Linked DNA regions of Mus musculus: all the other regions are linked to region 1. The links are chromatin contacts, called in public HiCAR-type and promoter capture Hi-C maps. All regions are on one chromosome and are shown on one strand. Each heading gives the region's core, a stretch centred on a gene start, on an enhancer-like site or on the middle of the called end of the contact. The rest is flanking DNA. Distances are from core to core; before and after follow the strand shown. Region 1 holds the start of Cdkl3 (cyclin-dependent kinase-like 3). Region 2 holds the start of Slc22a21 (solute carrier family 22 (organic cation transporter), member 21). Region 3 holds the start of Slc22a5 (solute carrier family 22 (organic cation transporter), member 5). Region 4 holds the start of Mrnip (MRN complex interacting protein). Region 5 holds the start of Rad50 (RAD50 double strand break repair protein). Region 6 overlaps Aff4 (AF4/FMR2 family, member 4). Region 7 holds the start of Aff4 (AF4/FMR2 family, member 4).

What was found. Promoter capture Hi-C pulls out the DNA fragments that hold promoters and counts their contacts. HiCAR-type assays count read pairs that join an accessible place to other places.
Region 2: a promoter capture Hi-C map of hippocampal neurons shows a contact between it and region 1, with 2.2 times the contacts expected there. The contact joins the promoter of Slc22a21 here to the promoter of Cdkl3 in region 1. A contact is called at or near these places in 2 of 39 promoter capture datasets (hippocampal neurons and liver).
Region 3: a contact with region 1 is called in a promoter capture Hi-C map of pre-B cells, with 2.8 times the contacts expected there. The contact joins the promoter of Slc22a5 here to the promoter of Cdkl3 in region 1. A contact is called at or near these places in 2 of 39 promoter capture datasets (liver and pre-B cells).
Region 4: a HiCAR-type map of astrocytes shows a contact between it and region 1, with 2.9 times the contacts expected there. The contact joins the promoter of Mrnip here to the promoter of Cdkl3 in region 1. A contact is called at or near these places in 2 of 39 promoter capture datasets (liver and pre-B cells) and 1 of 115 datasets of contacts at active chromatin or transcription factors (astrocytes).
Region 5: a promoter capture Hi-C map of liver shows a contact between it and region 1, with 7 times the contacts expected there. The contact joins the promoter of Rad50 here to the promoter of Cdkl3 in region 1. A contact is called at or near these places in 4 of 39 promoter capture datasets (cranial neural crest, hippocampal neurons, liver and 1 more) and 2 of 115 datasets of contacts at active chromatin or transcription factors (embryonic stem cells and large pre-B cells).
Region 6: a contact with region 1 is called in a promoter capture Hi-C map of liver, with 2.0 times the contacts expected there. The contact joins the enhancer-like site here to the promoter of Cdkl3 in region 1. A contact is called at or near these places in 4 of 39 promoter capture datasets (embryonic stem cells, frontonasal cranial neural crest, hippocampal neurons and 1 more) and 1 of 115 datasets of contacts at active chromatin or transcription factors (forebrain).
Region 7: a contact with region 1 is called in a promoter capture Hi-C map of second pharyngeal arch cranial neural crest. The contact joins the promoter of Aff4 here to the promoter of Cdkl3 in region 1. A contact is called at or near these places in 7 of 39 promoter capture datasets (cranial neural crest, erythroid cells, frontonasal cranial neural crest and 4 more), 1 of 484 Hi-C or Micro-C datasets (embryonic stem cells) and 10 of 115 datasets of contacts at active chromatin or transcription factors (astrocytes, embryonic forebrain, embryonic stem cells and 4 more).

Annotation. Positions count from the first base shown.
Region 1 is chr11:52,002,295-52,006,096 of GRCm38.p6, forward strand. Cdkl3 (cyclin-dependent kinase-like 3) reads left to right here and starts at 1,927. Exons shown (of 14, transcript NM_001166654.1): 1 at 1,927-2,216; 2 at 2,619-2,798. The coding sequence starts at 2,634. It also overlaps a transcript of Ube2b not described here.
Region 2 is chr11:53,978,261-53,982,062 of GRCm38.p6, forward strand. Slc22a21 (solute carrier family 22 (organic cation transporter), member 21) reads right to left here and starts at 2,073. Exons shown (of 10, transcript NM_019723.3): 1 at 1,205-2,073. The coding sequence starts at 1,597. It overlaps Gm30927 (predicted gene, 30927), which reads left to right and starts at 1,771. Exons shown (of 4, transcript NR_168634.1): 1 at 1,771-2,077; 2 at 3,049-3,137; 3 at 3,700-3,772.
Region 3 is chr11:53,889,745-53,893,546 of GRCm38.p6, forward strand. Slc22a5 (solute carrier family 22 (organic cation transporter), member 5) reads right to left here and starts at 1,959. Exons shown (of 10, transcript NM_011396.3): 1 at 1,403-1,959. The coding sequence starts at 1,795.
Region 4 is chr11:50,173,103-50,176,904 of GRCm38.p6, forward strand. Mrnip (MRN complex interacting protein) reads left to right here and starts at 1,749. Exons shown (of 7, transcript NM_026543.3): 1 at 1,749-1,849; 2 at 3,725-3,784. The coding sequence starts at 1,784.
Region 5 is chr11:53,705,208-53,709,009 of GRCm38.p6, forward strand. It overlaps Rad50 (RAD50 double strand break repair protein), which reads right to left and starts at 2,112. Exons shown (of 25, transcript NM_009012.2): 1 at 1,720-2,112; 2 at 778-861. The coding sequence starts at 1,848.
Region 6 is chr11:53,416,507-53,420,308 of GRCm38.p6, forward strand. It overlaps Aff4 (AF4/FMR2 family, member 4), which reads left to right. Exons shown (of 21, transcript NM_033565.2): 21 at 1-3,802. Among named protein-coding and RNA genes, the nearest start is that of Leap2, 4.7 kb to the right of the region's middle. Within about 2 kb of position 1,730, at least 7 of the 459 cell types and tissues checked have an H3K27ac peak or open chromatin away from gene starts, as enhancers often do. A contact at or near this core is called in liver, where this site is marked.
Region 7 is chr11:53,348,944-53,352,745 of GRCm38.p6, forward strand. It overlaps Aff4 (AF4/FMR2 family, member 4), which reads left to right and starts at 1,824. Exons shown (of 21, transcript NM_033565.2): 1 at 1,824-2,186.

The sequences.
Region 1 (3,802 bases), core at 677-3,176:
TTAAATTTCCGTCCAGCCATACCAATGTTAATCTTCCTCATGATCAAGAAATACATAGAGTGAAATGGCAGACGCTTTTTAAAAATCTCATTCTGTTGCTTATCTAGCAATTTATTACTTTAAAAAATGGACGGGATAGTTTTTAATATCCAAAATGAAATGTTTTGATAAATTGAATGCTTCCCAAAAATATAGAGAGCAGAATGTTAACAAAATTCACACAATTTCATGGCCAGGTGGCTTGCTGGAAACCTACAACCGCAGTCTTAGAACTATAATTTCACTTATTAAAACAGGGTAACTTGCTATGTAGACCAGGCTGGCCCCAATCTCACATAGTTCTGACTTCCTCTCTCCTGAGTGCTGGGGTTAGGAGTTAGTTTGTGATGACAGGGGCTCACTAATTCATGCTTTGCTCCTTGCAAATATTTAGTTCATAACAAATCTTAAGTAAACATATAGCAGGTCTCACAACATTCTTATTTATAGGAAAAAGAAAAATCCAAGCCAAGTGCCCAGCCCTCCTAACTCTCAAGCTCCAAAGCCAGGCTCTAGCAGTTAGTAGCAAAATTGCAAAAATGGAAATGCGTCTAAACTGTTTCTCTGTGTAGCCCTGGCCGTCCTGGAACTCGCCTGCCTCTGCCTCCCAAGTGCTGGGATTAAAGGCGTGAGCTACCACGCCCGGCTGTTTTTTGTTTGTTTGTTGTTTTTTAAGATTTTTTTTTTTTTTTTTTTTTTTTACAAATACACTGTAGCTGTCTTCAGACACACCAGAAGAGGGCATCAGATCCCATTACAGATGCTTGTGAGTAACCATGTGGTTGCTGGGAACTGAATTCAGGACCTCTGGAGTAGTAGTCAGTAATCCTAACCGCTGAGCCATCTCTCCAGCCCTAAACTGTTTTTTGTTTTTGTTTTTAAAAAAGCAAACTAGTTTCTTTTTTACACTACTCAGCACACTCGTTGTGCACATTCATTTGTGTGTATAGGTCACAAGACAACTTGGAGGAGTTGGTTCATTTTCCACCACGTAGGTCCAAGAAATTGAACTCTACACTTTGGGCTTCGTAGCCTTTTCCTACTGAGCCATCTCGATGACCTACTTTTGCTATTACAGTTAAATCAAGATCTGTAAAAATGGAGCCCTTTTAAAAGCTCTGCGGGCTATTTAAAAGTACATCCCTAGGCGTCCTTGTACTTACTCAGCCTGTGGCAGAGTCCGGTGAATTATTTTGTTTTCCTAAAAAGTTTTGCGTTTCACACGTCATGAGAAAACTTTAAAAGTACTGCTAGGGCTGGATATGATGGCACTCAGCACAGCACTCTAAGCAGGCAGATAATCTTGGGAGTTTGAGGCCAGCCTGGAAGTATACATTGTGAGTCCCAGGCTACCCGGAGCTATATAGTAGCCCTTGTCTCAAAACAAAAAGGGATCACTAGTAGGTAGAAAGCAGTAGTAATTGGGAAACTGAAAATGTGTACAGAAATGGTGTTAGAAATAAGTCAGAGGAGTAGTGAACGCTGAGTATGTGGCTTACTACCGAGCTAAGCCCTCTATCCAAAAACGATCTTGTCCCCGGTTTAAGGATTATGTCGACTTTGAGGTCGAAATCGGTTGCATGGAATAGTAACGAAGCACTGGCAAACTGTAGCCCCATAAGTGTTCCGTAGATCCAATTATCTCCGTCAACCTCCTAGAACCGGGCACAAGTAAGGGACCAGTAACCACCCAGGTGACAAAACGCTCTCTTGCCGGGCGAAAGCCTCCAGGCGTTCATTCTGCTATAAAATGCCCCGCTCTCCCTCATCCCCACCCCCCACCCCCACCCCCACCTGCAAGCACGCGGGCCTCCTACGTCCCTCCCCCTTCCCCTTGGGTCTATCTTCCGCTTCGTGTCACTTTCCCTTCCGGGTCAGGACCTCAGCAATTTCCAGTCTTGCGTACTGTGCTCGGAACGCGGCAGTGCCCCGCCCTCACCCCGTTGCCAGGGCGTCCGGCTGCCCCGAGCCGGCAAGGTCGGCCAGGAGAGGAGGTGTGGTGTCCCGGGCCGGCTGGGACTTGCACGCAGCCGGGCCGGCGGGACTACAGGATGGGCTGAGGCGGCGGTGGTTCTCAGGACGAGGTCGACAGCGCGGCGAGACGGGCCACTCGGGTTGGGGCTGCACAGACTGCGTGTTTGAGGAGAGGGCAGGACGTATGGGTGACTAGTGCTGAGGTGGGAGTCCCCACGCTTGGTGGACCGTGGCTCCTAACAAGGGACCCGCAGTGTTGTTAGCGGGACTTTTTAGTTTGGCTTCCATTGTTCCTGAAAGGGGACCTCAAATTGTAAATCCCGTATTCTAAAAGGATGCCTGAGTTAAACGCATATCAGACCTCTTTTATTTCTCAATCCCGGTCTACACAAAATGCTAGATTAATGAAGGACATCCTGCGTTCTGGTGAAAGTTGGAGCTTCTTAGACAATTTAAGAGTTCCCTCGAGCAGGCTCTGCTGTAGCCGGCACTCCTAGTTTTTGTTCTTATATCCGAAAGTAGGGGATTATCTCTAAGCATTATAGAGCTTGTATAATTGAAAGTGTGAACGTTTAACGTTTTCTTTCTTTATTTCTGTGAAGTAGAAGCCAGGCTTGAAAATGGAGATGTATGAAACCCTTGGAAAAGTGGGAGAGGGAAGTTATGGAACGGTCATGAAATGCAAACATAAGGACACTGGGCGAATAGTGGCCATTAAGATTTTCTATGAGAAACCAGAAAAATCTGTCAACAAAATTGCAACGAGAGAAATAAAGTTTCTAAAGGTTTGCTTCTTTTGCCTTTTATTATATATATTTTTTCTTGTTTTCCCATTGGGACCTATCTTGCTATGCAGCCCAGGCTGTCTTGAAATGCTTTATTTTTTTCCAGGGCTAAGATTTACAGGCCTACATTGAAACACCCATCTTCTTTTTCCTTGATTATTTAAGTCAAAAGAGAAATTGTTATGGGATAAAAATAAAATATATGAAAGAATGTTTCCATTAACAGATAAACTAAGACCTGTCATAGAGAAACCCTCATTGTCTACAATCTGTACTTTTTTATTGATATAAGATTGTGTGCTTGTGTATAACAATTATGCTAGTATTGTAAAATCATTCAAAACTATTCAAGTATAATACTTAGTAAGGATGTCTGCTTTGTACAAGGGATTGTGGAAAACGATGAGAGTAGGAAGAAGGAAAAAAAATTTTTTTTGCCAGGTATTGGGGTGCAAACCTTTAATTCCAGTACTGGAGAGTCAGAGACAGGTAGATCTCTGAGATTAAGGCCAGCTTGGTCTGCAGAGTGAGTTCTAGGACAGCCAAGGCTGTTAAACAAAGAAAACCTGTCTTGAAGAAAAAAAAAATGTTCCTTAGTGGCATAACTATGCAGGAGGGTATAGTAAAATAACCCTGAATAAGAGTGGTTCACGCTGAGCCAGAGAGATGGCTCTGTGGTTAAAAGCACTTCCTAGACTAGAGTCATTTCCTAGCACCCCACATCAGCAGGTTCACAACTGCCTGTAACTCCAGCTCCCAGGGATCCTGTACCTACTTCTGGTTTCCAGAGACACCTGCAGGCATGTGCATACAATCACATACCCACACAGGCTTTTTTGTTCATTTGTTGTTTATTTAATGGTTAATATTAAATCCCACCAATTCCCGTTTGATGGGGAAGGATTTTGTTTGTTTGGTTGGTTTGTTTTGTTTTGTTTTAAACAGAAAATAGGGTATGTACTTGTCCTTGAATGATGTACAGCAGTGGGATAGGATGGAGATAC
Region 2 (3,802 bases), core at 823-3,322, 2.0 Mb after region 1:
AGAGGAATACAGTGGGTGTTCTGCTTTATTCATTTGAGACATGGTCTCTCACTGAACTGTGTTGCTGTGTCTGGCTTTTCTTTCCATGTTTTTACAAAATATTATTTTAAAAAAATGTGTGTATGAGTATTTGTCTATGTGAGTGCATGTTACATGTCCTGAGCAGAAGACGGTGCTGGATTATCTGAGACTGGAGTTACAGGTGGTAGAAAGCTGCCTGGTGTGGGTTCTAGAAACTGAACTCAGGTCCTTTATATGAGAACCTCTTTAATTCTTTCCTCCATTTTTTTCCCCAAGGGGCTTGTATCTAAAATTAGGTCTTTCTTTATGATTGAGCAGTAAGCACTCTTATCCACTGAATTATCTCTCTAGCTCCAAAAAGTACCTCTTGACCTCATACATAATGAGGATTATTTTTCTATTATGGGGATAGAGGAGTGGGTACAAACCCCAGGTGCCCAAGTCACTAAACACATCCACATGCACCATTAAACAGCATGTCACATCCCCCAGCTGAGTGACTGAGAAATGTCAAAGTCACCCAAGAATAAAGTGTAAGGGAATGAGGAATTAGGTTTCCATCGCTCTTCAGAGTAACCTTACATGCCTTACCTAACCTCTTCAGTGATCTTGTCCCAGAATACTGTGGAAAAGACTCCATACCAACAAGTCACCCTGGATAGATCTGCAGACACATGGGTCCTTAAGAAGTAACAATCCATCGCTGGCAAATGGAAAACAGTTTCTCCTGGGGCATGGCAAGACTTCATTTTGGGGTAAGGATAGGTGAGGGAAGAAAGAATAACTCCAGAAAGGGTAGAGAGTTTGGAACACACGTTTCTTTAACTTTAAAAAGTTCTGCAAAGAGTCTTTCCTTTCTGAACAGAGGCTAAAACCTGTGGTCTCTTCTCTGGAGCAAGTCTGAATCCGGCCCCTCTGAATCACATCACTACCTCGAGAAAGTCCCACCACTCAGGGTCTCAGGGCATCTCCTAGGGGCAGAACCTTCTGGACTCTATCTTCAATGGGACCCTATGGACGGATGGTCTGCCAGACATTTGTCCTCTGAGGGGCGTACTATGGCTAGAAGTCATCTCATAAAATGTTCTTAAAGGATGCTCATCACCAGGGAGCTTGTGGTTAAACTAAGGAACAACCATTGCCTGCGATGTCACCAGACCCTGACAGGGGGGCTGTCACCTACCTCTGTCACGATGGTGGACAGGAAGATGTCCTTGTCGTACTCCCAGCCATCCAGGCAGTTCTCCTGCTCCAGCTGCTCCAGGTCCACGTCCCGTCCCGGCTCCAGCCCTAGCTCAGAGAAGTTGGCGATGGTGGCCAGTCGGTAGCGGCGGCATTTCTGAGGCACCTCTGGTCCGTCCTTCGTCTCCATCGGGATACTGTGGTTGCGCCACGCGCTGCTCAGGTTCACGGTGTCTGGTATCCGGCAACGGTGCTCCGGGATCGCCGTCAGGAACACGGCTGACAACCCAGTAAAGCCATTGGGGATGATGCTGGCGCTGAGCAGGAAGAAGATGAGGCGCTGGAAGGTCCCCCACTCGCCCAGGAAGGCGGTCACCTCGTCGTAGTCAAGCATAGAGTCGGCAGCCCACGGCGTCCCGCCGGGAATCCGAGGATACTCGGGCGCAGTGGGCGGCGCACGGTTTGTCCGTGCACGCGGAGCACCAGTCACTCGTCGAAGAGGAGTTCGAGAAAGCGTCGGGAGACGTTTTCCACACGGAGAAGCTCGTGAGTTCCTCCCGCCGCCTCAGACCCCGCCAGCGCCAGAGACACCGAGGACGTGAGGCCATGATGGACTCCGCGCGGAGTCTGGCCTAGACTGCAAGGCCGGCCGTGCAGTCCTGAGGCGAACCGTGGGGTGGGCGCGGCAGGAGTCTGAGTGATCCGTAGTGGGCACTGGACGCGCCTGTACGTGAGGCGGGTCTGGTCCCGGTCTCCGAGCTGGCTGGACAGTGCGGAAGCGGGATGGAGCCTGGCTTCAGAACTGCGCGGGTGTGAGGGAGCCTAGGAGTCCCTTGCCTACTACTCTGAGCTGTTCGCTGAGGAACGCCCTGAGGTAAAGTCCTTCCCAGTCGAGAGCAAGCGAGTCGGGCTGGGGGCGGGGCCGCTGTAGTCCCCGCCCCGAAGCTGCTGCTAGAGGGAGGGACGGGTCTTCTCAAGCCACACCCCCCGAGCGAGTCGGGCTGGGGGCGGGGCCGCTGTAGTCCCCGCCCCGAAGCTGCTGCTAGAGGGAGGGATGGGTCTTCTCAAGCCACAACCCCGAGCTGGTCCCCAGGGCTCCTTTGGGGGAAGTTGTGACCAAGCTGGGTGTTGACTTGGAGAAAGGCGTAGGATTTCGGTATGAAACACCCTCTCAACTTTTTGTTATGGGTCAGAAAGGGATTGTATCCCACCAAAAGTCTTCTCCTTCAATGGACCTGAGTTCAATTCCCAGCACGCATTGGAGGCTTACAACCTTCTGGTAACTCCAGTTCCGGGGGAACTAATCCCCTTTTCTGGTCCCCTGTCACATATAGTGCACAGACATACATGCAATCAAAACGCCCACTCACATAATGTCATATTATAATAATCATTAAGAGATTGAGACAAATTTTGAGGCTGTGGTCATGAGGCTGTGGGCAATGAATTTCAATTTCTAGGCTCTGTTCTGTGCTTTATGTTTTTAAAGATTAAGAAATCATTCAGTTATTCATCAAATCGACTTAAGCAAATATAAAAATTTAACTTCAAGATTAAGGATCTTAGTCTAGGATTATACCCTCAAATTAGTTATTTTTTACAGTTAATTCAGGAGCTGACTGGTGATCTACATAGTTCCAGGCCAGTCAGGACTACACAGTGAAACCCGTCTTAAAACAAACACAGAGCCTTACAATGAAATCCATTGTTTTGTGCAAATAGTATTTCCTAAAATTAAAAAGATAAGGTATAAAAATAGCAATTGTGTAATTCTAAAGTAATATTGTCAAATGAAATGAGAAGTTACATTTATAATTTTATTTATTTATTTATTTACTTATTTAGATGGGGCCTACTGTATTTCCCTGGCTTTACCTGCAACTTTGGTCACAAATGACCACCTGCCTCATCCTCTCTAGTAGCAGGGACAACAGGTGTGTACAGCAGATGCACATTATCATTAAAATTGTCTTGGTAGCTGTTGTATTCGTAACTTTTCTGGTTACAGAGACAAAAGCAATTTAAGGGAGAAGAGGTTTGGGCTTGTGCTTAGAGGGTAGAGTCGGTCACTCTGGGAAGGCCGGGTGGCAGGAGTCAGCTTGTCACAGTCGCCTCAGTCAGGAAGCCAGGAGAGAGAAATGCTGGTGCTCAGCTTGCTTTCTCTCCTCTTACTTAGTCCTGGACCAAAGGCCATGGAACAGATGCTGCCTCTCTGAGGGTCACTCTTCTCACTCCAACTAATGAGATCTAGAAGCTTCCTCACAGACACCTAGAGGTTTCTCTCTTAGGTGATTCTAGACCCTGTCAAGTTGACAACAATAATTGTCACAGCCATATTAATAAAATGTCCAGATCTAGTAAATAAAAATTTTACGTGGTCAGATTCAAGTTTTGCATAAAGAACTAACAATTTGAAGTATCGTTACATATTGGTACTTGCAGGGACATGTGAGGTTGAGATGTAAGTGGCTGTCCTGTGTTCTTTCTCCCTGCCAGTGCTCATAGTAGAAGCCTTTAGAGCTGGGGTGTGGCCTCACATGCACCAGACCTTGGATTGGATCCCAGTTGTGTAAGAAAAGCTTTTCCTTAAAGAGTATGG
Region 3 (3,802 bases), core at 709-3,208, 1.9 Mb after region 1:
CATTTTTTGTTGTTGTTTTGTTTTTCAAAATAGAGAACTTCCCTATGTAGCCCAGGCTGTCCTAGAACTCAACTCTGTAGACCAGGCTGGCCTCCAACTCCTAGAGTTCTTCCTGCCTCTGCCTCCTGAGTGCTCAGACTAAAGGAGTGTGCTCCATCACTGACCAGGCCCTTTTTTGTTAGGTAGTGATACCTGATCCTGGCACGATGTCACTTAAGTTAAAAATCCCCAATGGAGCTCAGATTTCATTCTTACTACTTATGTAGTAGGTAAGCACAGGTTTGAACACATCTAACCACAAACTCCCAAAGGAAACAGACAGTGACTCTTGTGGGGATACTCTCTGACTCTACTCTTGAAGAATGATATATACCTGAGAGCCCCTGTAAGGAGGGAAGCTCAGTCTATACCTCCAAGAGTCTTAAATGCCAAACAGGTACTCCTAGCTTCTCCCTACTGCTCCTGAAACCATTTCTTGATGTTGGATCTAGACCTAAGGGCTAACTAAACTCACCAAGAAACTATCTCCAACTGGCCAATCCCAATCCCTGATACTCAATGAACCAGTTGCTCAATAGTATCACAGAAGATTCTTCTCATATTCTGCATATTCAATACTGCTGAGCCTCCAGGAAACTACAGTTGGTGCCCAAGTCCCCAAACACATCCACATGCACCATTAAATGGCCTGCCACACCCCCAGCAGAGTGACTGAGAAATGTCAAAGTCACCCAAGAATAAAGTGCAAGGGGATGAGGAATTAGGTTTCCATCGCTTTTCAGAGTAACCTTACATGCCTTACCGAACCTCTCCAGTGATCTTGTCCCAGAATACTGTGGAAAAGACTCCATACCAACAAGTCACCCTGGATAGATCTGCAGACACATGGGTCCTTAAGAAGTAACAATCCATCGCGGGCAAATGGAAAACAGTTTCTCCTGGGGCATGGCAAGCCTTCATTTTGGGATGAGGACAGGTGAGGGAAGAAAGAATAACTCCAGAAAAGGTAGAGAGTTTGGAACACACGTTTCTTTAACTTTAAAAAGTTCTGCAAAGAGTCTTTCCTTTCTGAACAGAGGCTAAAACTGTGGCCTCTTCTCTGGAGCAAGTCTGAATCCGGCCCCTCTGAATCACATCACTACCTCGAGAAAGTCCCACCCCTCAGGGTCTCAGGGCATCTCCTAAGGGGCAGAACCTTCTGGACTCTATCTTCAATGGGACCCTATGGACGGATGGTCTGCCAGACACTTGTCCCCTGAGGGGCGTACTATGGCTAGAAGTCATCTCATAAAATGTTCCTGGGCCACCTGACTGGAGGATGCTCATCAGCCTGTGCGTTGGACGAAGGGCTACAACCGTCGCCGCGATGTCACCAGACCCTGATAGGGGGGCTGTCACCTACCTCTGTCACGATGGTGGACAGGAAGACGTCCTTGTCGTACTCCCAGCCATCCAGGCAGCTCTCCTGCTCCAGCTGCTCCAGGTCCACGTCCCGCCCCGGCTCCAGCCCTAGCTCAGAGAAGTTGGCGATGGTGGCCAGTCGGTAGCGGCGGCATTTCTGAGGCACCTGTCGTCCGTCCTTCGTCTCCAACGGGATACTGTGGTTGCGCCACGCGCTGCTCAGGTTCACGGTGTGAGGCACAAGGCAACGGTGCTCCGGGGTCCCCGCCAGGAACACGATGGACATACCATTGAAGCCATTGGGGATGATGCTGGCGCTGAGCAGGAAGAAGATGAGGCGCTGGAAGGGCCCCCACTCGCCTAGGAAGGCGGTCACCTCGTCGTAGTCCCGCATGCCGTCCTCAGCCTCCCACAGCGCCCGTATGGGAATAAGGGGACACCGTGGCGCGGGAGACGGGGCGCTGAGAGCCTCTGCGTGCAAGGCTCGTGAGTTCCCACCGACGCCTCCGACTCGGCCACCGCCAACTTTACATAGGGCCTGAGGGCGGGGCGGGCTCTGGGCATGGGCCTGGGCCGCAAGGCCCGCCCCGCCGTCCCGGCTCTGAGGCGCGGCGCGGCGCGGCACGGCGGGGGCGGGGCAGGGGCCTGAGTGACGCACAGTGGGCGCCGGCCATCGGCCGCGCGTGCGCCTGAGGCGGAGCCGAGCTAGGACTCAGAACTAGCTGGGCGGTACAGAAGGCGGGGCTGAACCGGGCTTCAGAACTGTCAGCGAGGGAGGGGTGTGGCTTCATTCGACCACGCCTCCATAGTCTCTACGGGGCCCGGGTTGGGTGAACACTTCTAGTTCCGCCCAGACTGGAAGACTGAGGCGGGGCGTCTGTGAGCCACGCCCCTAACAGGTCCGCTCTAGGGGGCGGAATTGGGTCTTTTCAGGACACTTCCTGGAGCAGGTTCCCAGGGTGCCCTTCTCTTGAGGGAAAGGGTGACTTTGAAAAGTTTGTGTCCAAGGCCATCCTGGGAAGACCATTCTGGGTGTTCAATGGAAAGAGGCTTAGAATTTAAGCAGTAAACAGCCCACCTTCTCAAATTTTTGTTGTGGTTGAGAGATATTGTGAACCTCGGAGAGTCTCATTGACAACGACAGCCTTTGTTGCAGTTTTTCCTGGAAAGACTGCCATCTTTTGTGGCTGCGGAGATAGCTCAGCTAGGACTCTCTTTAAGAGTCCAGATTGCTCCTCCAGAGGACCTTGGCTTGCTTCCTAAAAGGCATAGGGCAGCTCACAGGCCCAGTAGGCATGCACTCGGCACATTAGACAAAACAGACTTGCAGGCAAAACACTCATACACATAAAATAAAATAATAGTTATATATATTTACATATAATATATACATATATTAAAAAGGGGTGGATTTTGAGACTGGTGATGAGAAAGGTGGCAATGAATTTTAATTCCCAGACTATTATGTTCTTAAATTATTTTGTTGTCTTTTGATTTAAGAAATAGTAAAATTTTGACTTCAAGATTAAGGATCTTAGTGTAGGATTAATCTCTCAGATTTGTAATTTTTACAATTAATGCAGGAGCCAACTTGTTAAAAAACCAAAACAAAAACTTACCAGAGTTTGTGGCAAAGGACCTTAATCAAGTCTGGTCTTTATAGCCAGTTCCAGGTTCTCAAATAAACAACAACAACAAACTTTACCATGAAACCCATTATTTTGTCCTAGTAATATATTCTAAAAACCAACAACACCCAAAAACAAAACAAAAAACAAAAAACCGACCAGCAACTGTATGATTCTGAAGCAACACTGTCTAATAAAATAAGAAGTTACCCTTATAATTTTATCTATATTTATTTTTTTGAGATGAGTTTTGCTATATTGCCCTGGCTTGCTCAGTAGCTTTGACCTCAACTGACCAACCGTGCTCCTCAGCATTGCGGTGGAACAGGCAAACATTGTAACTACAATTGCTTTAGTAGCTGTTAGTAACTTTTCTGGTTACAGAGACAAAGCAACTTAAGCGGAAAGGGTTTGTTCGGCTCAGTAGTCAGAGGGTGGAGTCAGTCACTCCCGGAAGGCTGGGTGGCAGGAGTCTGCTTGTCACAGTCGCCTCATTCAGGAAGCCAGGAGAGAGAAATGCTGGCGCTCAGCTTGCTTTCTCTCCTCTTACTTAGTCCTGAACCAAAGGCCATGGAACAGATGCTGCCACTCTGAGGGTCACTCTTCCCACTCCAGCTAACGAGATCTAGAAGCTTCCTCACAGACACCTAGAGGTTTCTCTCTTAGGTGATTCTAGACCCTGTCAAGTTGACAACAATAATTGTCACAGCCATATTAATAAAATGTCCAGATCTAGTAAATAAAAATTTTACGTGGTCAGATTCAAGTTTTGC
Region 4 (3,802 bases), core at 499-2,998, 1.8 Mb before region 1:
ACTGACCTTCTTCAACCCACATCCCAGAAGGAAAAATAAAATTTCTTTCTCCACACTGTCTTAAAAACCTTTCCAACTGAATGTCCCTCCTTCCTATATCCTGTGTGTCTCTCTATCCATGCTCCTGACTTCCTCTTACTTTCTATAGTTTTATTCCTGTGTTCACTCCCTGTCAACTGGTTGCTTGTTCAGCCTCCATACCTATGGTTGACTTTATTCAATCTTGTTTACAAGAAACAGCTCTTGGATTAAAGGTGTGTGCTAGAGCTAAGCCACACCACAACTAGGAACAGATTTTTCCAGTATACAATCTTATAGTGTGATCAGTTATCTTTCAAAACTCTTGGATTAAAGGTGTGAACTAGGGCTAAGCCACACCACAACTAAAGACAGGTTTTTTTCCAGTATACACTCTTGGGGTTCACAGTATGATCCTTCAACACCAATCTTGTAAAGTTTATGGTTTCAAAATACCAATTAAGCCAGGTGGTGGTGGAGCATGCCTTTAATCTCAGCACTTAGGTGGCCAGAATTAGGCAGGTTTCTGTGGGTTTGAGGCCAGCCTGGTCTACAGAGGGAAGGAATTCTAGAATAGCCAGGGCTACACAGAGAGGGAAGAAAAATAAAAAGAAGAAAGAAAAGAAGCCAGCCTGGGGGTATGCCTTAATCTCAGGTTTCAGGGGGAAGAGACAGGACTCTAGTGACTTAACCACTGAGCTCTAGAATGACTTTGTTTATTTTTGAAATATTTACTAATTTTATAAGTATGAATGTTTGCCGGCATGTATGTATATTTACCATGTTCATGCCTAGCACCCACAGAGTTACAGATACTCGTGAGCTGCCATGTAGGTGCTAGGAGCTGAATATGGGTCCTCTGCAGGAGCAGTTAAAGCCAGCGAGCTACAGCTACATAGTAAGATCCAGTCTCAAAAAATATATAAAAAATAAAAAATATAAAAAGTATAAAAAATATACTTTCCAGACCCATCCATTTTCCTACAATGTTGTATCCCAAACTAGCCTCAGACTCTGGAGGGAAAGAGGACCTTTTTTGTTTTGTTTTGTTTGTTTTGTTTTTGTTTTGTTTTTTTGTTTTTGTTTTGTTTTTGTTTGTTTGTTTTTTGAGACAGGGTTTCTCTGTGTAGCCCTGGCTGTCCTGGAACTCACTTTGTAGACCAGGCTGGTCTTGAACTCAGAAGTGCGCCTGCCTCTGCCTCCCAAGTGCTGGGATTAAAGACGTGCGCCACCACCGCCCGGCGATAAAGGACCTTTAATTTGACGTTTTCCTGCCTCCGTCTTGTAAATGCTGAGATCACAGTCACACGACAGTTTTAATTCAAAACCAAGATAGTTTATAATGTCAGCCATGCAAAGATGTCCTGGCTGTAGAAAAGCACCGTCCCTGCTCCGAGTCAGAGAGCCAAAGGCGATGGACCAAACACGTAGGAACACCAGCTCGGGTTGTGTTGTTGTTGTTTTGATTTGATTTGATTTGATTTGACTTGATTTGGTTTGTTTTGATTTGATTTGTTTTTTATGCTTGTCAGGGGATGGAGGCGGGGTTGGGAGGCCGGAGAGGCGAACAGTGACCACCGAGACAGTGGGCTAGAGCGGCTCAAGAGCTCTCAGGGGCGGGGCCGACTCAGTCAGAGAAGAACGGAGAGACGCACCAGGGCATGCGAGGTGGAGCTGAGCCTAGAGGGGCCGGAACCAGCGCAGGTTGGGCGGAGCCTGGGCGGGATTGCAGAGCCCGAGCTCACGGCGGGAGAGTGAGTCCTGAATGGCGCCGGCTCAGCAGTCTCGGGTTCTACGGTGCTGCAGCTGCCACATCTTTCAGGCGCATCAGGTGGGGTGGGCGTCTGCCTCACCCTCTTTCCTAGCAGGACGGTGGGCGAGATATGGAGGGCCGCGTCTCATATGGCCATGGGAAATGACAGTGACGAGGCTGAAGGCTGTGCTTCGTTGCTGTCACTTCACAACACGCCTCTGCCATTTTGTTTGTGTTTATCTGTTGTTGCTGCTGAGGGTTCTGCTCAGAGCTGTGGGCGCGCTCTTCCACTGAGCTACCACCCAGCCCAGTGTATGTCGGTTTTTTGCATGATCGTTGTAGAATCCACAGTAGTTGTTTCTTCTGAGGCGGCTTCCATTGGATACTAGCAAAATGGTCAGGAATCCAGGTTGAGGAGTAGCGTCCTCTACGCAGAACCTAGCCCATCATTACACTCAGTGTCTCTTCTCAGTTTTATTACAGTGAATGGTGAGCTTTAAAAGCCCTAGGGTTGGGTGTTCGCCTAACATTCCCACAGCCCAAAAATGGGATTAGGCATGGCAATGAATGAAGGTAGGAGGGCTTAGCGAGTTTGAGGCCAACCAGGGTTATCCGAGACCCTGTTTCAAAACAAGCAAAACTGAATAATGTATAAGCAGTTTGGACTCCATTTTGACATTCCCCTTGGTGGGCCCGGATGTCACTTGGTGCCTCTACCTGCAGCCTTATCTTCGTGGTAATAGTTACCTCCATGCTCATTAGAGCCAGCACAACCCATAAATGGTTAAAGGGGATAGTGGTCGGTGTTTGTTTGAGAGGCTTTGTTTCATACGTCAAGTTGGCTCCAGGCTCTAGATCCTCCTGCCTCAACCTTATTAGTTAACTTCTGAGCTGATCCCCAACCCAAATCTTAGTCTTGGTGGTAGTGGTTTTATTGTTTTAGGGGGTGGAATTTGGTTTGGTTTTGAGGGTGTTGCCAAGACATAATTTCAATATTTACTTTAGATTGACCTCTAATTCCTAATCCCTGGCCTCAGCTTCCTGAATATCTAGAGTATATATCTCTAATGCCACGTCAGTCCCAGGAGACTTACGAATCAGCCTAGATCTCTTTGTATAGTTAAGCATAATCTTTCATGACATTTCTTCAAGGAGCTTTTGTATCTATATAAAAAAATTATTTTTATGTGTATGGTTTGCCTTGCATGTATGTCTGCACCCCATAAAATGTGGTACCCACAGAAGCCAGAAGAGGGTCTTAGATCTCCTGGAGTTAGAGGGACAGACAGTTGTGAGCTGCCACATTGGTGCTAGGAACAGAACTTAGGTCCTTTACAAGGGCAGCCAATTCTCTTAACTGATGAACTGTATCTCCAATGTACTAGCTGCCACAGAGGCATATCTCCAGCTCTGGAATTCCTGCCCCACTCTGTGCTCGCATGCGCATGTAGTGTGTGTGTCTGTGTGTCTGTCTGTCTGTCTGTGTGTCTGTTATATGCATGCTTGTATGCAGATAAGCACATGGAGGCCAGAAAGGAACATTAGTTCTGCTGTCTTTCCACCTTATTTCTCTGGAACAGGGTCTATCACTGAACCTGGAGCTAGGCTGGCAGCCAGCAGTCCCCATTGACCCCATTCCCACCTCCGACAGTCCTGTGAACACAGGCTCACGTGGCTACGGAGATCTGACCTCAGGCCCTCATGCTTGCTCAGCAAATAAACTTTTACCCATTGACATTCCTTTTTTGGACCCTGGGATGGCAAAACTCCAACTGGATGTTTGTTGTTTCATACAAATGGCCAATCTTCCCAGCACCTACCTATTAAATAGTACAGTCCTTCCTCACCTAAAATGCTACTTTCAGGGCTGGGGGTATAGCTAAGTTATTTCTGATTCACATCTACCTGTCATATGAAGTTGTTTGAGCTATAATTTCCAATATTTCATTGTAGGTGAAGAAGAGTCTCAAATGGACATGCAAGGCTTGTGGAGAGAAGCAGTCATTTGTTCGGGTAAGTACTGAGAAAAAA
Region 5 (3,802 bases), core at 862-3,361, 1.7 Mb after region 1:
TTAATGGGATTCTGCGGCACTACATAAATTCACATTCTTGTTGCATATAGATATGCAAAACATATTTATATGTAAAACATCACAATCCAAACAAGGCATTCCAAAGATTTACATCACGGTAGACTATGGTGAAAAACTAAAAGCAATCTAACTGCAAATAATACTGCAACTATTAATGATTTTATATAGCATCACAAATTTCAACTAAAAGACTCCAGCTAAATTAAAAAAAAAAAAGTCTAAAGATTGAAACATCCCATACACCAAGATTAAGAAATCATTATAGTGGTTTTGCTTTCTTCTTCAAAACTTCCTTTTATTATTTGTTATTATTATTAGAGGTGTGTGTGTGTGTGTGTGTGTGTGTGTGTATGTGTGTATGTACACGCGAATGTCTGTGCATGACACAAGGTCAGAGAACTCATTGTGGAGTCAATTCTCCCCTCACCCTTCTTAAGTTTGACCCTGGCGTGACCAGCAAATGTGTTTACCTGCTCTTGTCAGCCCTATTGTGCTTTAATAACTTCACACTGTATGACAGTGCTCTGGGGGGAAAACCCCGAAATGTACCATTAGATAGGACTATGATCTCTGCTGGGTTAAACAGTACATAGGAAAATAAAAATGCCAACAATGGTTATCACTGGGTGCGTCCACTGCAGGTGACCATCTTCTCTGCATACTTTCCACTCTAAGGTCCTCTACAATAAGCAACCACTACTTTTAGAATTATAAAAATTTAATTCTTAAAATACAAAACTTTACAGACACCATTACCTTGGGATCATGAACAAATGTATTTCCTTTGGTTCCAGGAGGGAAATCTCCAGTACAAATATACTTTAGACATTCAATGATGGTCTAAAAAAAGAGCAAGTTGTGTGTTATTTAGTGATGAGAACCACAGTAGTTTATGACAAATATTCATTCACAGCCAGGTGTGGAGGTGTGTATCTACAATTCTAGCATTTGGTGGACAAGAAGATCAGGTCAGCCTAAGCTATGTGGGATGCTGTGTCCAAAATAAATAAATTAAATAATAGCAAAAAATATGTATACATGTAGCTAGTGATTATAAGCGCTTTATTATGTCTTCCTTCCAGGAGATCAAGGCTAAGAACAGACCTGGTACAATGTCAAGTAACATTTCCACATAAAAGTCCACCTCCTGACATTCAACATCCAAGTTGGTATTTCTGGCTATCTTGCAACTTATTGTGTAGATCAAACTGGCCTCAAACTCATAGAAATGGGCATGTCTCTGCCAATCTAGGATTAAACGAGTGTGTCACAACGCATTGCCCAAATCTTCAGAAGTAATAAAATAATTTTCCAGCGTTAGGGCTACTCTATCAGCTTCATGTCCACAATAAGTCTTTTTTTTTCCATCGTTATGTTTTACCAGTAGACATGTTTTGCAACTCTAGGTTACCTATCTCTCATATTTAAAAAAAAAGCTTTTTGGAGGGGCTTTTGGGAGGTCCCAGTTGGGCACAGGTAGGTGGCGAGAGTCTGCTACGCTTCCGGAACTAGGGGGCGGGGCTGGGAAGCAGGGGCGCAGCCGGCCTTCCCCGGGAACGAGATGCCAGAGCGGAGCGCACGCGTGGGCTTCCGACACTCCGAGTTGCTGGGCCGGACCGGCTCTGAGGTCCCCGAGGCCCACGCAGCGCGCAGGGCGACGCCCTAAACACCTTCTGGGGCCCTCGCCTCAGGACTTACCGTCTTCCCCGCCCCATTGGGTCCAACCAAAATTGTGAGGGGGCTGAAGAAAGAGATAATCTGCTTATCTTTATCCTCTATCCCAAAACTTCGCACGCCCAGAATGCTCATCTTTTCGATCCGGGACATGTTTGCACCACGTTCCTTTACTCAGTGCCAGGGGCGAGTTTTAACCTCAAGGCGGAAGCTGGGCAAGCCGGGAAGGAACGCCGCGAGAGGACCCAAAAGTTCCGAACACGCGCTGCGAGCAGGAGCTCCGGTGGCGAGAGCACTTCCGGCCCCGCGGGCTTCGGTTTCCCGGGAGGGCGCGGGCCGGTTAGGGTCTGCACAGCCCAGAAAAGCCAAGCGAGCCAGCAACCGTAAGCTCGCACATTCCCGCCTCGCACGACCTGGGGTCACGTGGGGGCGGGCGCGTACTTGTCCACGCCTCTCGCACGCCCGGGGCATGCCGGGAAGTGGGAGTCCTAAGCAACACGAGCAGGACGAGTAGCTGTTGTCTTTTAGAAGTTGGGCAGGGAGGCAGCTGCCACCTATCACTGTTTGCTTTGACGTTTTGAGATCGGGTCTAGCTCTGTAGGCTCGAACTTGCGATTCTCCTGCCTCAGTCTTCCAAGCGTCGCTATTACAGAGCCTCCTAGCCCATCTTAAGTAGCGAAGACCATACTTTACGTCCACATTTGGATCCCTGGACCGCATGGGTAGGCTGGGGTGCAGTCGGAGACCCCAGTTAGTGGTTTGTTAATGACATCTACTGTACGGACAGTACTGTTTAACAGCGTTTTTCACTGTCACTTTTTATTATTATTATTATTTTTTTTTTTTTTTTTGGTTTTTCACTTTATAGTGGCGAGTAGTTTCTCTTGATCACGTGACTGTGGTGCTGCCATTACAATAGACTGCACTCTTGTATATATTTTTCCTTTAGAATAAATCAGTTTTCATTTCTACTAAGCTGTAAATGTTGCTAGTTAATGCTTACATAGGCTTGTGTTGAGATCCTTGCAGAGCTAATGGTTTTGTGAGCTGGAGAGGTGGCTCAGTGGTTAAGAGCACTTGCTCTTGCAGATTGTCGGGGTTCAATTCCCAGCACCCACATGGTGGCCCCAACCATCTGTAATTCCAGTTCCAGGGGATCTAACACCCTCTTCTGACCTCCCTGAGTTCCAGGCATAGACATGCTGTAATACATGCAGGCAATACACAAAGTATATATGTGTGTGTAGGCTTTTTTTAAAGTTTTGCCACTGAACTATTAGTAACATATACAATGCCTCCACCCTCAGCAGTATTTAAAAGTGCAAAAGGAGTTTAAGACCAAAAGTTTGTGGACCCAAAACCAGATGCTGTTCCAAGACAGGGTTCTTATAAGTAGGAAGAAAGTCCGCTCCTGTCAACAAGGTCACAAGGTAGGAATTAGGTAGAAAGGGGCTGGCTATGGAGGCTCAAACCTGTAATTCCTGCACTCAGGTGAGTGACTGAGGCAGGAGGATGCCTTTCACTGTTAAGTGTGGACTAAGAGTGAGACCCTGTCTCATACAAAAATAAAAGGCTGGCCTGGCGTGCCCAGCCCTGATTCATAGATCAACAGCACAACTCTTGGACCTAGGCTCACAGAACATGTCAGAAGAGGGGGTGAAGAGATTGTAAGAACCAGAGGTCCAGGAAACCTGTGAGATTGTGTCTCCTAGAAATGACAGAAAATTTCACACATGATACCATAGCAATATGGCTGCCTAAACAAGACCTGAACAAGGACAGCATCAGTAGACATGCTGACATGGAAAGGGAGCCCATAGAGAACTACAATGGAATTAACTGCTGAGAAGAGAAGAGGTGGTCTTTTCTGGGGAGGAGTTGGTTATCCAATACCAAGTGGTTAGCCCTGAAATCATATGTGTACAAGTAACACTAACTGGCTCGGTAGGTTGTTTGTGTGTGTGTAAAATAACAAAGAGGCCATGAATTTGAGAGAGAGTAAAGGGGAGACAGAACATGAGAGGGCTGAAGGGAGAAAAGGGAAGGGGGAAATGATATAATTACATTTTAATTTTTCCATTGTCATTTTGTGACGTGTAATCTTGGC
Region 6 (3,802 bases), core at 480-2,979, 1.4 Mb after region 1:
GGAGGTGTCCCAATGTCTAATGTGGAGAAAATTAATTTCTCTTTCCAAAGATCCTCATCAATGATGTATGCTTTTGACAGGATCAGAAAACTCACAGTAGCAGCTGAGCATGGTTTTGTATATCTGTAATCCCAACACTGGGGAGGGATATCAGGAGGGTCAGGAGGTCAGAATCATCCTCAAGCTACAGAAAGCTAGACAGTGAGTTTGGGGCTAGCCTGAGCTACACAATCCCTTGTCACATTAAAGAAAGAAAATGTATACTAGGAAAGTACCAAACTTGGCTCATTGTGAGCTTTCTTGGAAAGGGGGAGATGATAGAGACAGGGCTTAGGAAGCCAGCTCTGTAACAGTTCCTTATCAAACTACTGTTCCCGCAAGGTGCGCATAGCAGTGAAGGGCGAGGATGTCTCTCTTCCTCTATACTTCTTTTTAGTGACCCCGTCATGTCTGGTGTGCCTTAAATCTTAACTTTAAATGATAACTCTATGGATTGTTTACAGATAAAGTTTTATGCTGGGACCAGATTAGCCATGCATGGTTGGTCCTCTACAATAATAATTTCAAATCCTCTTTGATTTTAAATCTTCTTTTAGAGTCACATTAAGACTCCTTCAGAAAAGCTAGTACTTTGGTACCTGATTTAGTGTAATCAATTGGGTATAATGCTGCTTCAAAAAATGGCTTTTCCTTCTCATTCCAAAAATCCATCCAATTAGGGAGAAAAATCCCCTGTTAGCAGATGATTGTTGAGACTTGAATGGAAAGGAGGAAGAGGGGATAGCAACCTTCACGCAGCAGTGTCGCAAATCCTCTCTGACTCCTTCACCACCTGTTTCTGAAGATAGTGAACTTTGTCCTGCAGTCTCATATCTACAGAGCTTAACTGCTTTGTGTCTCATTATTTTTACATAGTGTTGAGGGTTGATACCTATAGCTTATGCTGAATTGAACATTTTTCCCTTGGAGAAATTGCCTCTGTACCTTCCTACTTTAATCGTAGTGTATTTACGGAATGCTTCTTCAGAGGCCATCGGTTCCTCTCTTGTGCTAGTAACCTCCATGGTCTAACAGCTGTGTGTCCTGTCCTTGCCTCTTCTCTCTCACTCTGGCTTCTCCATTTCAGGGAGGCCTTAGAAGTAGAGCAAGCACCCTCTCCCTGTGCTTTCAGCCCCGCTGCTGCAGTTCGGGGCTCTGCTTTCCAGCTCTGGGCTGTGTGCAGCGCATTCTAGTGCGCCTCTGACGTCATGCTAAAGCAGAGTTTCCTACGTGTTCATGGTGCTGCTTTAAGATGTTTTCCCTTTAAAACTGTCAGTTCTTGGAGAATGAAATGGTTGAACCTTTCATTGTGGAGGATTTTCCTCACCACATAGAAATGGGCAATGGATCAAAATCTGATCCTAAGCGATTGCATTTTTGATGTCATAGTGTGTGAGAATACACTCTGTGTCTCTTCTCAGATGTTTTGTCTCAGTCATGTCCAGCACATACCTTGGACTCCTTTACAAGTGACCATCCCTCCCTCTCGGTAGGTGCCCTCAGTGTTTTTTAGCCATTTAAAGCTGATTTGACAAGTGGCTACAAACTTAGTCTGAAACTTGTATTCACTCTATAGTTAGTAATAGAAATAGCAACTATTGTTAATGCTCAGTTCACTGCTCTTAAGATCACATTTCTATGGCAGGAGGCAGCAGCATGCACCATTGGACTCTGGACAGGTGATCACAGGATCACAGTGATGCAGCTGTCACAGTAGTCCTGCCTGGGAGAGGCTGGGCTGTGGGAGCACTCCCCTCCATGCATTCAAGATTACACAGCCTAGCCCATGTCCCATTCTGGCTGGAGAACACCCAGCCCTTTCCTTGCTCAGTGACACCTTTTTCTGGGCAAGAAGTTATGAAGTCACTTTATTATCTGTAAGTGCTTCAAATAAAGTCACAGAGCTGCTGAAGGGAGAAGGTTGACCACTACTGATTTAATTCTCCACTGTCAAAGCAATTCAGAGTAATGTGTGCATGCGTCCACAGTTGCTGTTTTTTCTGGGAAGCTCTTGCACTAGGGATTTACAGGCACCTGGGCTGCACTTTGAATGACACACTTGTGGCTTTAGAGTAGCTGTTATTGTTTTGTTTTAAAATTGTTCTTCGTTTCTTTTCATTAATGGTTTAATCAGCTAGATTAGAAAGCATCATTTGTATTTAACAGCTGAAACTTTGGTACGTTGACGGTTATCGAGTGAGCTTGCATTGTGTAGCCAGGGCCTACAGAGGCTCTTGTCAGGAATACAAGCACTGCCTGGAGCTGGTGCTCAGAGGAGCTTCTAGTGCAACCAGGAATAGCTCCGTGGGGTGATGCCTAGCTCAATTGAGAAGGGGGATGCTGTACACTCTTCTAGGTATGAGGGTATGCGACTTTGGATCTTAAAATTATGTACACATACACACTTTATATATATGTACGTATGTATGTATGAAAACATGGAATTAGTTTGTCAAAAATGTGTGTGTTTAGTATTTTAGCTTAGTGCAACTATTTCCACATTATTTATTAAATTGATCTAAGACACTTTGTTCTTGGCACCTTGAATATTAACATTCAAGGATGCAATGTGTATTCCTTTAGATTGTTAAAGCTTAATTACTATGATTTGTAGTAAATTAACTTTTGAAATATATTTGAGCCCTTCTGTAGTATAATAGGGCTCTTACAGGGTGGGAAAGATTTTAATTTTCCAATAGCTAATTGAACAAAATGGCTTCATTGTATATTTTGATTTATAGGAGTCTGTAAGGTGTCTGGGTCCCAAGGACATCTACTGAGGATGACTGTTTTAGGTGGGTGGAATGGTGTTTAGACTATACCTTAGTGACTTGGAAAGCCAGAGCACCTAGTTCAAATCCGGACTCCTATAACTCATTCCTCTAGGATGTGGAATACAAATCCCATCCAGCTTCACATTTCAATTAGAGAGGCAGACTTCTTTTCCAGTAATATTGTACACCTAGTGTTGCTATGAGTAAAATCAGTAGGAAAAATACTGAGAAGGTCTGGGAAGACGCACTGACTAGGCCAGCGGTCACATTTGTAAATGTACCTTTCCCATACCTTCCAGTGGAGGCATTCAGCTGCGACTTTTCAGACCCTAAAACCAAGCCAGGGAGGAGGAACACATGTTTAAGGTTAGAGAAGGCCAGGAGTGCGGGTGCATACCCTGAGGCAAAGGCCATCCTTTGCTAGATAGAGAACCTGAGATGCTGAGACCCATTGGTGAACCAGTGTGGTAGTGCATGCTTTAATTCTAGCACTTGGACTGTCAGTTTGAGACCAGCATGCTCTACACAGAGAGACCCTGGGAGAAAGCAAAGTGTAGTAAGAGGATGCCATTCTGCAGAACTCGTGTTAATTACATGAACCCCATGGTTAACTAAAAAGAACTTACTGTTCCCAGAGCCAGGGAATAGAAAAGAAGCTACACTTCTCTTGTAAATGGTATTTAGAACAAGGTGTTCGGGTAAAGTCTCAACTAGTCAGAGGTTTCAGCAGCTTAAATTGCTAATATTTAAGAAGTTGATTTTCAGGAATGTCTGCCTGTGCCTCTCTCCTTGCTGCCATTGATCAGCTCAGCAGGAATCATCATCTTTAAACGTGGAGAAAGCTCTCAGATGAGCGTGGACAAGCTCCCACCCAGAAGTCCTAATGATACTTGGTTTTGACTGTGCTGCTTCTGTGTTAGGTTTCTTCTCAGCTTTTAGCCACTGGGGTTTTCTGCCTGTTCTGTACCTCTCTAGAAGATGTCGACTTG
Region 7 (3,802 bases), core at 574-3,073, 1.3 Mb after region 1:
GTCCCTGGCCAACACAGAAGATTGTACTGTCTCAAATAGCAAGCCAGTCATCCCTCATCAAGTTGCTTCATCACAGCAACAAGAAAAGTAACTATGGGAAGGCAGTGGTCGTGCACGTCTTTAATCCCAGCACTAGGGAGGCAGAGGCAGGCAGATCTCCAAATTGGAGGCCAGCCAGATGAACACAGAACTCTGCCTCCCCAAAGTAATAACTAGCCCTTTCCCATGCCTCCCCCCCCCTTTTTTTTTAGTTTGAAACAGGACTTTGTTAAATTACTTAAGTTGGCTTCAAACTTGCTATACAGTTTAGGAATATTTGCTGAATTTGCAATCCTCCTTCCCCAAGCTGCAGAGTAGCTGAGATTACATCCATGTGTCTCCATCCTCAGTTTGGGCCCCTGTTGTAGCATTCAAGTGGCTGTCTATATGTGAGTGTGATGTGTGAATGTACCTGTTAAGGAAAGATATATATGTGTGCTACAGGGATAGAATTTAGGTCACCAAGATTGTGGGCAAGTGCCTTTAAGCCACTGAACTATCTCACCACCACCAGTATTTTTCATAAGGAAGTAGAAAAGATGGCCAGGCACACTGATACACTTCTTTAATCCCAGCACTTAGGAAGCAGAGGTAGAGGCAGGCAGATCTCTGAGCACCAAGCCTGCCTGTTTTACAAAGTGAGATCCAGGGCAACCAGGGCTACACAGAGGAAACCCTATGTAAAACTTAAGATTTATTTAGTGTTTTTCTTTTTGAGACAGGCTCTCACTATATATCCTTGACCTGCCCAGTGTTGGATATGTATATCAGCCTCACAGAAATCTTCCTCCCTCTGCCTCCAGAGTGGTGGGATTAAAGGTGTGCGCCAGACCATACCTCGATAGTGGTTTTGAGACATGGCTTAGAACTCGTGTGTAGTTGAGTGGATTTCCAAACTGTGAAATTACAAACTACAAATAACGAGTGAAGTGTTTCAAGATGTTAGAGGTGGAGAATCTGCATGAGGTACCATCAAATAAAGAAAGCAGATAAGAGACATGGGACACCAATGACAGGATTGTATGTTTTTCAGATGTAGAGGAAGAGGACACTTTTCTTGCGCTACTATTACTGGATTCTAGGAAACCTTAAAACTTTGTCTAATTACTGATTCCAATTAAATTATGGCTTGTCTGGACTAGCAGGATGTTAAGAGCGATGGTGTTTGTGTGTGTGTGTGTGTGTCGCCGTGTGTTGTTTTGACAGGGTTTTCTTAGTAGCTCAGATTGGCCTTGAATCCACTAAGTAGCCCACAGAGGCTGATATTTATTTATTTACTTATTTATTTATTTATTTATTTATTTTTTTAAGACGATGCAGGGCCGGCTTATCCTCCCACAGTAAGTCACACGCAGCAGTGGACGACGTCGCTGCGGACCTCCACGTCATCCTTCCCTCTCTACTCCTGCGGTGCGCTGCGGGACACGGGCGGCAGGGCCTGGGCCTTCACCTGCACCCCAAAACCGGTCGGCCGGGCTGCGCCCCGCCCCGCGGCGCCTCCCTAGCGGGCTGCGCAGGAGGGCGTGTGCCCCGGGCCGGGTTCTGTCCCCGGGTCTGACGCTGGTGCGGCCCCGCGGAACCTGCTGCGACCCGCGCTTCGCATCCCCGCTCCCCAGCCCCGGGCCCAGGCGCCCCCGCACGTCAGCCCGCGCGTCAGCCCCGCCGACGCCGCCTCCAGAGCAGCAGCAGGGCCGCAGCCCCCGCGCTGCCTGCGGGAGGGGCGCGGCCTGGTCACGTGACGCTCGCAGCAGCCCGGCCCTGGTCACATGGGCCGCGGCCACTGCGTCAGTCCCAGTCCCGGCTGCGGGAGTCGAGTCGTCGCCGCCGCCGCCGCCACCGCCGCCCCCAGCGGACGGGGCGGGGATCTTGGTGCCAGGGCCCCGTCAGCCCGCCCCCGCCTCAGTCACCCGTCCGGGGCTCGGCCGGGCCGTCATGGAGCGGGGCGGAACCCTGGCGTCCGCGGTGTGAGGTGCGCCGCCTCGGCTCCCCGTGGCCTCCGGATCGGCCGCTGCCCCTCGCCCCAGGCAGCCGGTCGCCGCCTCCTGGGCGGGCCCGAATGCGCGTCCGGTGAAGGTGCAGGCCGGGCGCCGCCGCCGCCGCAGCCGCGGTCGGGAAATGGTTCGGGCCTAGCGGAGCGGGGACTGGAGGTGAGAAGCCGCCTGACTGCCTGCCTGACTGACTGACTGACGTCTGAGGCGCGGCCGCGCCGCGGGGAAGGCGAGGCTCCGGCCGCTGACGCTGGCGGAGACCCGCGGGGCGGGGGGCCCCTGGATCCGGCTTCGCCCTACGTTTTCTCGTCCCACTTTCTCTCCGAAATCAATTTCAAACAAGAAAAATCATTTTTTTTTTCTTTAAAGGCCAAGCCGTTCCCATCCGACATTCCAGACGCCCATCATCTGGCCGTTTCTTCTTTTTTTCCTCCCCCCCCCCCCCCGTTGTCCCTTCCTCCATTCCTCCCTTTGATTCGGTCGGCGGATTTATCCTTTGAAAAATTTTTCCTTCGTCTGACTCAAGTCATTCCTAGTTAAAGAGAAAATAGGCCCAGATTCTGGCTATCATTTCTCAACTAGTTCTCGCCTTCCTTCTCGCGATCCTGCGCACCTCCCCCCACCCCCACTCTCCCACCTCCCCTCCACCGAAAGAAAAAAAAAAGGGGGGGAGGCTGGGGGGGTGTTAATTTCCGTCCTTGATGGTCGATGGGGTTTGAGTGGAAAAATGGGAACCTGGGTTGGAATAGGAGAAACCCTCCTTCCCGCTCGGAACCGGCCTGGTACCTGGCGATCGCCATGGCCGGGCTTTGGGTATTGATGTTTAGGCCTCCCCAGCTGCCTGTGCGCAGGGTTAATCTCGTAATTGACGTCAGTGCTTTGTTCCTTCCACTTTGCTGTTGCTTCCCACTCTCTGAGAACGGATCATGGGGTACAGGAGCCCAGGGTGTTTGTGGGGTCTCCTTATTAGGCTTTTCATTCACAGATGACACCTTTATGGGGAGTCGAGAGCCCTGATCTGAAAATGGTTGTGAGTGAAGTTCGAACCAAGAGTTCGATTCAGGGTTCTCCGAGTTTCGTCAGTTGCAAGTCAGAATTCTGGTTTTTCTTCCCCGCTGAGGTTTTAAACTGAAGCTAGCCTCCTTTCCAGTGCCGGAATCTAAGCCCTAGGTGCCCGTGAATAGGCTGTTTGTGTGACATTTAAAATGTGTGCTTTTTGTGGAGCCGAGGTGGTGGTGGGGGGAGGTTCAAAGCTTAAAGCTTTGTTTCCATGTTGATTCTCCGAAGCTTTATAAACTCTTTTGTTTGGATGGTCCTTTTAACTTATCAGTATTGAAATGTTTATGAGATTCTTTTTAATTCGAGATTTGATGAGAAGCTGATGTGGACCAAGAGGAAGCCTAGACTCTGTCGTCTTTGGTCACATATGCGTAAAGAAGTGTTGGCAAGTGGCCACTTGGTTTTTAACAAAGCTGGCTTCTTCAACTTCTTCAGGTTTATGTTCCTTATTGTCACTAACTTTCGCAGCCCTCAGTCTCCAAACAAAAAGTCTCAAAAAGTTGTTTTTTAAAAAGTTATTTTCAAAAAGTTGCCTTTCATGATGAACTTCCTGAAAACCTAGACGCAGTCTGTTTTCTTTTCTTTTTAAATGAATACCAGCAGTTGTCATTCAGTTTGTGGCTATCTGCAGGCTGATTTTTGTTGGCTCTGTAGGAACAGTAGGCACATTTTAAGTAAAATTTTGCTTCAGGTGGAGACAAGGTAGGGAGTCTTGA